Linked DNA regions of Mus musculus: regions 2 and 3 are each linked to region 1. The links are chromatin contacts, called in public Hi-C and promoter capture Hi-C maps. All regions are on one chromosome and are shown on one strand. Each heading gives the region's core, a stretch centred on a gene start, on an enhancer-like site or on the middle of the called end of the contact. The rest is flanking DNA. Distances are from core to core; before and after follow the strand shown.

Evidence for each region. Promoter capture Hi-C pulls out the DNA fragments that hold promoters and counts their contacts. Hi-C and Micro-C count contacts between places; a contact is called where the count stands out from the background.
Region 2: a contact with region 1 is called in a promoter capture Hi-C map of neural stem cells. The contact joins the enhancer-like site here to the promoter of Hmcn1 in region 1. A contact is called at or near these places in 11 of 39 promoter capture datasets (the C10 cell line, the HPC-7 cell line, embryonic stem cells and 7 more), 1 of 15 datasets of contacts at CTCF or cohesin (stem cell-derived epiblast-like cells), 41 of 484 Hi-C or Micro-C datasets (3T3-L1-derived adipocytes, the AML12 cell line, the C2C12 cell line and 25 more), 7 of 115 datasets of contacts at active chromatin or transcription factors (PVALB interneurons, bone marrow-derived dendritic cells, cardiomyocytes and 4 more) and 2 of 9 other capture datasets (adipose tissue and embryonic stem cells).
Region 3: a Hi-C map of nephron progenitors shows a contact between it and region 1, with 2.7 times the contacts expected there. The contact joins the enhancer-like site here to the promoter of Hmcn1 in region 1. A contact is called at or near these places in 3 of 39 promoter capture datasets (embryonic stem cells, frontonasal cranial neural crest and liver), 2 of 484 Hi-C or Micro-C datasets (both in nephron progenitors) and 3 of 115 datasets of contacts at active chromatin or transcription factors (cardiomyocytes, craniofacial prominence and embryonic limb bud).

The regions. Positions count from the first base shown.
Region 1 is chr1:150,991,927-150,994,967 of GRCm38.p6, reverse strand. It overlaps Hmcn1 (hemicentin 1), which reads left to right and starts at 1,533. Exons shown (of 107, transcript NM_001024720.3): 1 at 1,533-2,184. The coding sequence starts at 1,917.
Region 2 is chr1:150,759,483-150,762,427 of GRCm38.p6, reverse strand. The region is part of intron 15 of Hmcn1 (hemicentin 1); the gene reads left to right. Among named protein-coding and RNA genes, the nearest start is that of Hmcn1, 230 kb to the left of the region's middle. Within about 2 kb of position 1,292, at least 27 of the 459 cell types and tissues checked have an H3K27ac peak or open chromatin away from gene starts, as enhancers often do. A contact at or near this core is called in bone marrow-derived macrophages, fibro-adipogenic progenitors and neural stem cells, where this site is marked.
Region 3 is chr1:150,741,552-150,744,710 of GRCm38.p6, reverse strand. Hmcn1 (hemicentin 1) reads left to right here. Exons shown (of 107, transcript NM_001024720.3): 24 at 855-1,124; 25 at 2,352-2,447. Among named protein-coding and RNA genes, the nearest start is that of Hmcn1, 250 kb to the left of the region's middle. Within about 2 kb of position 1,435, at least 22 of the 459 cell types and tissues checked have an H3K27ac peak or open chromatin away from gene starts, as enhancers often do. A contact at or near this core is called in craniofacial prominence and nephron progenitors, where this site is marked.

The DNA of each region.
Region 1 (3,041 bases), core at 284-2,783:
AACTCTCCCACCTCTCTGAGCACCTGGAATAACTCAGGTCTCTATGACCTAGAATGAAATCCTTTTTAAATAAACAAAGGAATGGACTACTCAAATAGCATTCAACATTCTCTAAATACTACTTGGAAAGGAAACATGTTCCCTCCCTCTCCTCTCATGTTCCCACACCAGCCCAAATGGCCCGTGTGCTTCCTTTAAGTGACATGACTTATAGGTATCATAAAATCAAGTTCCACAGATGGTGGGTCTGAAAGAGAAGACAGTTGGAGATTATAAAAGGCTGGTGGGAGCTGGCCCTTTCTCAGGCTGCCCCATGCTAGAGGGTGGTCTCATACACACTCAAACCCAGTTTAAAGCTGCCCAAGTGCTGTACTTCGAATGCTTGCATCCAGACAATAGCCCCTTTCCTGGGGGAGGGGGGCGTATTTATTAAAGGGGAACAAAGAATGGTTAGCGCATGAATGACTTTCTTCGCTTACCTTCTGAAATCTGTTAATCCGGCTATAATGTATATAATGATTGCGACTTGGAAGAACATTGTAATGTTTTCCACCGTAAAGTTTCCTTAAGTTTTGGCAGGAAAATGTCATTGAGAGGAACAACATTTCAGTGGATCTTTGCCTGAGACGTGACACATAGTTGTACTGGAGGGTATGTGAAATGGGAATACTATCGCATCACCATGCTTCGCAGAGGATTTAGGCTGATCAGCAAAGTGAATCTTGATAACGAAATTTCAACTCCCCCAGAATTTTTTCTCCCCTCCCTTCCCCTCCCCTCCCCTTTTCTTTTCTTTCTTTAAAAACAAACAAACAAACAAACAGACAGACAGACAGACAGACAAACACTGCTCTTTCTATTGGACGTCAATGTTTTATTGATACCCAGTTTCCTTTCCCAGTTCCACAGCACAGCTAGGGACTTTGTGATGTCTCTTACTTTCCCCCTATCTCCTTCCATTCTCCTTTGCCTCTACAGCTCCCTCTCCCTGCCTCTCCCAACTCCGTGCCTTCCTCTCATCTAAACACTCCCCAAGGAAGATCAAAGAACCATCCATCCTGTAGCTGCAGCCTAGAGGAAAGAAAGCTCCAGCTCCCCCTTCTGGCGGGGCTGAATGTTGGGTTGAGGGACAGGAAGCTAGGCTGGGGCATCTTAGCTTCTGCACTTGGGGTGGGCTGGGGAATTAGGTGTTGTCTGAAGCAGCTTTGCACAGACATTAGGGGAAAAAACGTGCACCAATTCCCTTTGTGCTAGCTAATGTGATGCCCTTGAATTTGGGAGTGGGCCACACATTCCTGAAAGCCATTGTTTACCTTGGAGTTTTGGAGATTGGCTATAGCTCTGAAGGGAACACCAGAGCTGACTTTGCGAGCGCTTCCCCGGTACTGGAGAGACTTGGAACTCACAGAGGGGGAAAGTCGCCCTCCGGGGTGGGGGCTCCAGCAGAGGAGGGACGGCCGCTGGCCAATCAGAAGGAGAGGTCGCGCCGGGCTTCGCCTCCAAGGGGCTAGCTGTGGAAAGTTGGGAGGCTCAGTCGCTGGCCTGGAGCGCGGCGGCGGAGGCGGCACCGCAGGCTCGCAGCGTCCCCCAGGGCATGGACCCCGCGCTCTGCGGGCGCTCGGCTACTCGCAGCTCCCTGCACGCGGCCGCTTAGAGCCCAGGACCTACCCAGCCGGACAAAAGGCGCCGCATCCCTGCCCAGCCCAGCCCAGCTCCTGGAGGCAGCCGGGCTCCGGGTTGGTCTGCATCTCATTCTCCGCTCCAAAACTTTTGAGTTAGTTCAGAGACTGCAAAAGCCTGATGAGGCACCAGAGAGGAAGCCAGTCCTCTGCCTGCTGTTGAGGAGTAAGCACAGTGGTTAGGAGCTTAGGGCAAAGAGAAAAGCAGCGAGCAAAACAAGAAAAGAAAAGAAAAAAATGATTGCCCAGGAAGTGGTCCACACAGTATTCCTGGTGGCTCTTTTTCGTTCTTCCCTAGCTGGAGATGGGACTCCGCAGTCTGAGAGCAGGGCTGAGGAGATTCCTGAGGGGGCGTCCACGCTGGCTTTTGTGTTTGATGTGACTGGGTCCATGTATGATGATTTAGTTCAGGTTATTGAAGGGGCTTCCAAAATTTTGGAGACGTCTTTGAAAAGACCTAAGAGACCTCTTTACAACTTTGCTTTGGTGCCCTTCCATGATCCAGGTAAGGGGAATACTTACTCTCTGTATTTGTTGTGCTTGGTGATTCATAATTCTATTATTTCTTATGCTATGAATTTGTTATATTGTCAGAAAGTTTCAAAAGCATTTAAAAAAATGCAGCGGAATACGATAGTAACAAAGAATTGCCTACTGGCATCTGGGGTTATATCTCAGTTTAGCAAGGCTTAGCCATGGAGTGAGTAGATGGCTTGTTTAGGGGGATTAAACAGTGGTGCCCTGACCTGGAAATGTGGTCCTCTGAAGATGAGAACCAGGACTTTGTAGTAGCAACAGCAGCAAGCTCAGAGTTAACCTGCTTGCATTTTCAAGCTAAAGACTGTTTCAATTGCTAAGGCAGCCACGGGACAGGAATGGGGTTTTCAGCAGCAGGGCACTGAGCGCAAGCGAGCACACACTCTCAAGATAGCCTCACATGGGAGAAAATCAGACCTGCTGCAGGGCACATGAGCAAGTCTGTAAATAGCAGCTAGGATTGGAACTGGAGGCATGAAAATGAAAGACAGAAGCCATTCATTCTGTAACTGAATCTATTCACCGTGGCACCGGGTCATCATTAGTTAGATTCACCGATGTGTGTAAACAGTATGTTCATGTCTCAGGCGGTACAAATGCATGCAATTTGCTAGGTCTGTGCTCTTGAAAGGTAGTTGAAGAAAAATAGCTTTATGTTGTGCCCTGCAGCTGTGGCTTTCTGCTGCTGTACTGTAACATGATCCTATTTACTCTTTTGCAGTTTCTTTTTCAAGTAGCACCTCTCTGCGAGGCTCCTAGGAGCCCTCATTGTCATCGTGGAGGGTAGCATTACAGGGGGAGCCCCAGGGCTTACTGTCTTGTGTC
Region 2 (2,945 bases), core at 43-2,542, 230 kb after region 1:
GATTAGATTTTGGTCTTTTAATGTGAAATTCATTATTTCAATTTGACTTTTTTTTTTAAGAAAGGGCTTGAAAAAAGTTAAGTACTAAGCTTAGTAGTGAATAAAATTATTCATTTGAGTTCCAAAATGATTGGGCATATTTCTGAATTGCTCGTGACTTAAAAACAAAAGCATGCTTTTATTCATGTCATATGGCTCTTAGGGCTTTTGAATTGTTTAGGGTGGGGCAGTTACCTCACAGCAGCAATACTAGAACAACAACAAAAAAATCAACAAAAGGGCTGTTTGATATCCTTCTTGAGTTTTAACTTATTGTAGCAAGCATCGTTTTTTCTGTTTCTCATTACCATGGCTTTACGTGATGGACATTTCAGGTCACCAGGGAAAGTTACCAATGCTTCTCATCCCTTGTAAAGGGGGTCGTGAATTGTGAAGTCATTTGGAAGAAGAGAGGATTGGAAACATCAAACAAAAAGTTGGTCTGGCAGGATTTTTTTTTTCTCTAAGCATTCCACACCACACAGGGTTTGAGTCTTACACTGTGGTTTTGTGGTTTGTGATTTGATGGAACCAAAGCAATGTGTCTAGTCATTTAAGGAAAGAAAATCTCTAACTAACATAATGCAAGAGTTGCCACAGAAGGAATATAGATTTAACCGTGTTGGGGCAAGGAAAATAATTCGGAACAGTGTTTAGAGCAAGATGGCAAATTTGTTTATGACATATATATATGAGTCTATGTTGTCATAGTTATCTCTGAAGACAGTAGAATACACTATGGTGTTAGCCCATGCATATCTCAATGTGCTACACAGATGCTTAGGAAATCAACAGGAATCACACATTATCTTAGGAGGCTGCTTGCTGCATCAAAAGTTAAACTAAATGCAAACATCATTAGTTTAGGTTATTCTTTAGGAGGACTAAGACCTAATAAATTAACTATAATTTTCACGTTTAATACAATTAGTTTTTAGGTAGTTTTCTATGGTCCATGATTAGTAAAGATGGATCATACTACTATTACTTAACGTATGACATACTACTATTCCTTTTTGTTCAGAGAAATTAAACTTGGGAAAAGGCTGAAGTGACTTTCCCAAGATCACAAACCAATAACAGTGGGACTGCCCTTTGAAATCACTCTGTGGGAATTACCCCTTCTGAGTCATACACACACTCTCTTCAAAACAACAAAACAAAACAAACACCACCACTATGTACTGACAACCACTCAACACTGCTCTTCTGGTCTCCTGTTTCAGTGATCTAGTCACGACTCATTCCACCCCCCCCCCCCCCACACACACACACACAAAGAACCTCACTTGGAGGCTGTGTTGGCCACAGTCAGGAGGAGGAAGTACTTAAGTCTTCTTGGCTCAGCTAGGAGCTGCTTCATTTTGGAAGTTTGTTTGTGGTGGACGTTGTTTTGGCTGCTCTTGCAGGCCTGGTGTTCTCATTTGCTTCTTGTTTTGAGACCCAGTGTGGATGTTCCCTAATCTGATGTCTGGTGCCTGATGCTGTTCAAGAATCTACTTGCAATGCATGATTTCTCCCATCTTGATTAGGTTTGTGGGTGTAACTTGAGTTTGCTCTTTTGCTATGAATCCAGATTTTCCTTCTCCATTACTTTCTCCATAACATGCTAGAGTATCACTTTTCATTGATAATTATAATTTAACATTTTAATAAAAGGGAGGTTTCTCTTCCCTGAGTTGGTGGATTTCATAACCACCATAACCAAGTCTTCTCTATAATCTTTTACTGTTTTTAAATTTATTATTTAGTCCATTGCAACATTCCTCTGCCTAAGACCTGGGCCTTGTACAGTTTGAGACTTTTAGACTTAGCTTCCCTCTTTTCATAAAAATATTTACATTTTATAATATCCTCCTCCTCCTCTTCCTCCTCCTCCTCCTCCTCCTCATCATCATCATCAAGATAGGTTCTCACTCTGTAGCTCTGTCTTGCCTGAAACTATTTGAACAGGCTGATCTGAAATCACAGAGATCTCTCTGCCTCTTGAGTTATCACATACCACATCAAGCTTCATGTTTTAGATTAATTGACTATGTTCACTCTAGAAAGAATTAAATTATAGAAATGAAATAAGCAAAAAATGTGTTACATTGTGAACTATATTTAAAATATCTACTGGTCATTTTTATAGGTTGAATTCATATGTATACATACAAATTAAGAAAAACTATCTAAACAGAGGTAAAACATTCTCTTCTCAAAAACATCTTTTTCAATTGTTTTTATCTTAAATTTTGTAAGAAGGCTTTTGAAATTGTCTTTTTCCTTTCGAAAGTGCAAGTTCAAATGTAATGTGGTGAGGTGTCTCTACCACTTTCTTATACATAAACACAAATTTGAATTGTTACCATAGCTTTCCATGATAACTCAATAATTCATTCACTAGTATCCAGTAGCCACATACAATGTACCATGTATATGTTAGCTACTGTTAAAGGATGTGTGTGTGTGTGTCTATATATATCAAAAAGGGAAGTCACCATGCCAATAAAGAGGTGATGTCATTGAGGGGTGTCCCTTGGAAACTGGGTTAAAGGGTTGTCAGTATTTCAACAACAGACATTACACTTGCAGGAGAGGTGATAACACAAGCTACAACGAGAAAAGTTGGTTCTGCTGTGGAGAAGAGCCAGGATTGCTGACTGGCCACAAGCCAGGCTCTGTGTAGTACAGGAAACAATGCACACAAAGCTGCAGAGTGAAAGGAAGTCTATTCCAGGCTAAAAACAGAACCCCAGCACTGGTGGAGGACAGCTGTATATCCAATCTGCAGATGTGGCTGAGAAGGAAGGAAGTGATGTCTACATCATTCTTTAAAAATGAGACTGCTAACCAGTATGCCGAGGCATAGCTATTAGAACATGTAGAGACAACTCTGAGGTGTAAACTAGCTTCTAATCTTC
Region 3 (3,159 bases), core at 186-2,685, 250 kb after region 1:
AAGAACATCATACTTTTTAAACAGTCATATCTGACATATGAACACTGTAACTGAGAAAATGTTCCTTTCGATCATTATTTGATTGCATTGTGCCTCTCTAATGGAAGTGTTTTATCCCTTTAATTTACGACAGCCCACCAGTCACTCATCCCTTCAGTGCACTGATTACCTACCTTTGTGGAAGGTATCGTGTAGATCCCAGATATCTAAATATCAGAGGGAATTCCCTGAGATGGTACTAACCCGGTTGCATTTCTAGACCAGTCATGACAATGGCATCCCATTGAACTAGAGTTTTGGCATTAAAGGAGGGTCCCGTCACTTACCAATTCTCAGGCATCAGATATATTAATCACTTATCCTATTTTATCTTTAGACAATAAACACTGTCTGTAGGTTTTGTCTCTGAAATTAGGAGAAAGCTTTAAGAACATTTTCTTAGTGTCTGTCTTCCATAAAGGATACAAACAGACTACACAAAAAGAATTGTTTTTCTGGTTTGCTCTGATAGATAGGGGTCCTGAAAGGGCTTTTAACCTTACATCACTTATAAACAAAAGGAAACTCAGCATTGGTAAGTGCTTACTATTCATCAAGTGTGGGACCAGGATTACTGTACCTGCCATTTCCTATAGTTCCTTCAGTGCACTGGTTCTGGGCCTGCATAGTTAATTGTGCCTGGATTGTTAAAGAAATGGATCTCAGGAGGCTGCTGGCCTGCCCTACATCACACAGCTAATAAGTGACTATTCCACTCTTTTTGTGTGACTTCTTGGTAAGAAGTTCTCATTCTACATCAAAAAATATAGGGACTTTTAAATATTTGATGATTAATGCTCAGTTGTGCTTTCCAGTTCCTCCAAAAATACAGCATGGAAATCGACACATAAAAGTCCAAGTCGGCCAGAGAGTGGACATCCTATGCAATGCCCACGGGTCTCCGCCTCCCGTGATCACCTGGTTTAAAAGCGGAAGGCCGTTCCTTGATGGAGCGCAGCATCCTGGTAGCCCAGACGGAACGCTGAGCATTGAGCAGGCTGTGATCTCAGATGCTGGCGTATATACATGTGCTGCCACGAACATAGCCGGAAGTGATGAAGCAGAGGTCACATTGCATGTCCAAGGTGGGTTTTGGCATAAGAACTGTGTTTGGTCAGGTGAGGCTGAGGAGTGGAACGAGGACCCCCCCCCCCATTCCCCCCACCCGGAGCTCTGCACAGGATGTGCAATCATGCAGCCCTTTAGAGCGATTTCTACATAGAACTTTAGCTCTAAAGGGAGCCTTAACCAGAAGCAAACACATGATTAGCTAAGCCTGAGTGACATTTTCATGTTTACTTTTGAAACTAAAGGCCCCGGTGTATAAAATGAAGCAGTCCTAGGTAATGGCCCACCCAGTCTTTCTGGTTTGGGAGAAATTGCAGCTGGAGCAAGCTGGAGTAGCATTTCACCTCATACCTCATCTCAACTGATCCCTGAGAGCTCACGGCTCACGGCTCCTCTATTGTTGTTGGCTTTATTTTGAGGTTTGTTATGCAGGTTGGGCCTAATATCTGTCCTGGTTTAGGCAATGGTGGTGACATTGTGACCCAAAGCCCCTCCTTTCTTAAGCTATTCTCGTGCAAGTAGACATAAAGCAAGCAAAGAAAGAAACAAGATTCATAGAGAAGGAAAAAAGCTCAGTGGGGAAATTAAAATAGGATCGCTGTCCTGGGAACTGGGTTGGATTGCCAGGCAGGAATTCTCTAATTCTCTAAAGAAGCAGGATTTAGGTGAGATCTCACTGGCTGGCAGGAGCTAATCACTGGATGTTTTCTGTCTCACCCTGCCAGAGGGAAGGCCAGTACAAAGGCAGGAAGTTAGCGCAGCAGGGTAGAGTAATCAGTACAACACTTAGCACTTAATAATTGGGACATCACAGTTCCTGGGAAGTGAAGATCTAAAATGTTAGTAGGGAGCTTATTAGCTCATTTTATTCACTCAACAAACCTTACTAAGTTAGAGTCAAAGGAGAAAGGTAGACATTTCTAAAATCTCAGAGGAACATAATTACAGACTTTACACACAGGTTGTGTAGAATATTAACCCAAATGGGACTGTATTTCACAATAGTATACCTATAAGAAACCTATTAAAATGGGTGAGAGAGTGCAAAGGTTTACGTGGCAATGGAAGGATATGAAGATATAGACGTGGGGACAAATGCAGTGCTTTGTGATTGAACAACAAACAGACATGTCTGTCGGGAGATCAGAAAGGCAGAAAAATCACTAAGCGACCAAAGACTAAAGGGACCAGAATGAGAGAGAGTCTAAGGAAAGTCAGACACGGTGCATTTGTTTTTCTACTAGAACCACCTTCAGTGGAAGACCTGCAACCTCCTTTTAACACTCCGTTCCAAGAAAGGTTGGCCAATCAGCGCATCGAATTTCCATGCCCTGCAAAAGGTATGTAAGACTCAGGGACACAGGCATGGATGCCAGCTTGTAATTATGTGATGTGACTCCAGTATTCTTCATTACACTCAAAATACAATACTTGCACAATTCCACCTGCCAATCCTTCTAACAACGTTTCAACACAATAGAAACGCTCTTGCTTCAAACAACTCTTTGAGTTGGTACTTTTCCATCCTTCTTGTTTTATTTCTCTCACGAAAAGGCTCTTCCAGCCCATCAAGCTTGCTTAATCTAAGACTCCTTTCAAGACAGCTGAAAGCTTTTCTACTACTATTCATTTCATTCTTTCTGAAAATGTTTTTCTTAAAATAAACATCCTTTTAAAAACAGTAGAGCTATTTGCAATATTCCCTACTAATGTTATCAATAAGGATGCAAATTAGGGCCATCGACCATCTGAGGCCATTTTATTTTAATCCTTTTTTAGTTATTTATTAACTTATTTATTTATTCACTTTACATCCTGCTTGCAACTCCCTTCCTTCTCTCCCCCCAGTTCCACCCTTACAAATCCTTCCTCCATTGCCCCCTCCCCTTGGGAAGCTTCCCTTGGGTGCCAACCCACCTGGGACTTCGAGTCCCAGCAGGACTAAGCACATCCTTTCCCACTGAGGCCCAACCCAGCAGTCCAGTTAGTGGAAAGGGATCCAATAGCAGGCAACAGAGTCAGAGACAGCCTCCGCTCCAATTGTTAGGGAAG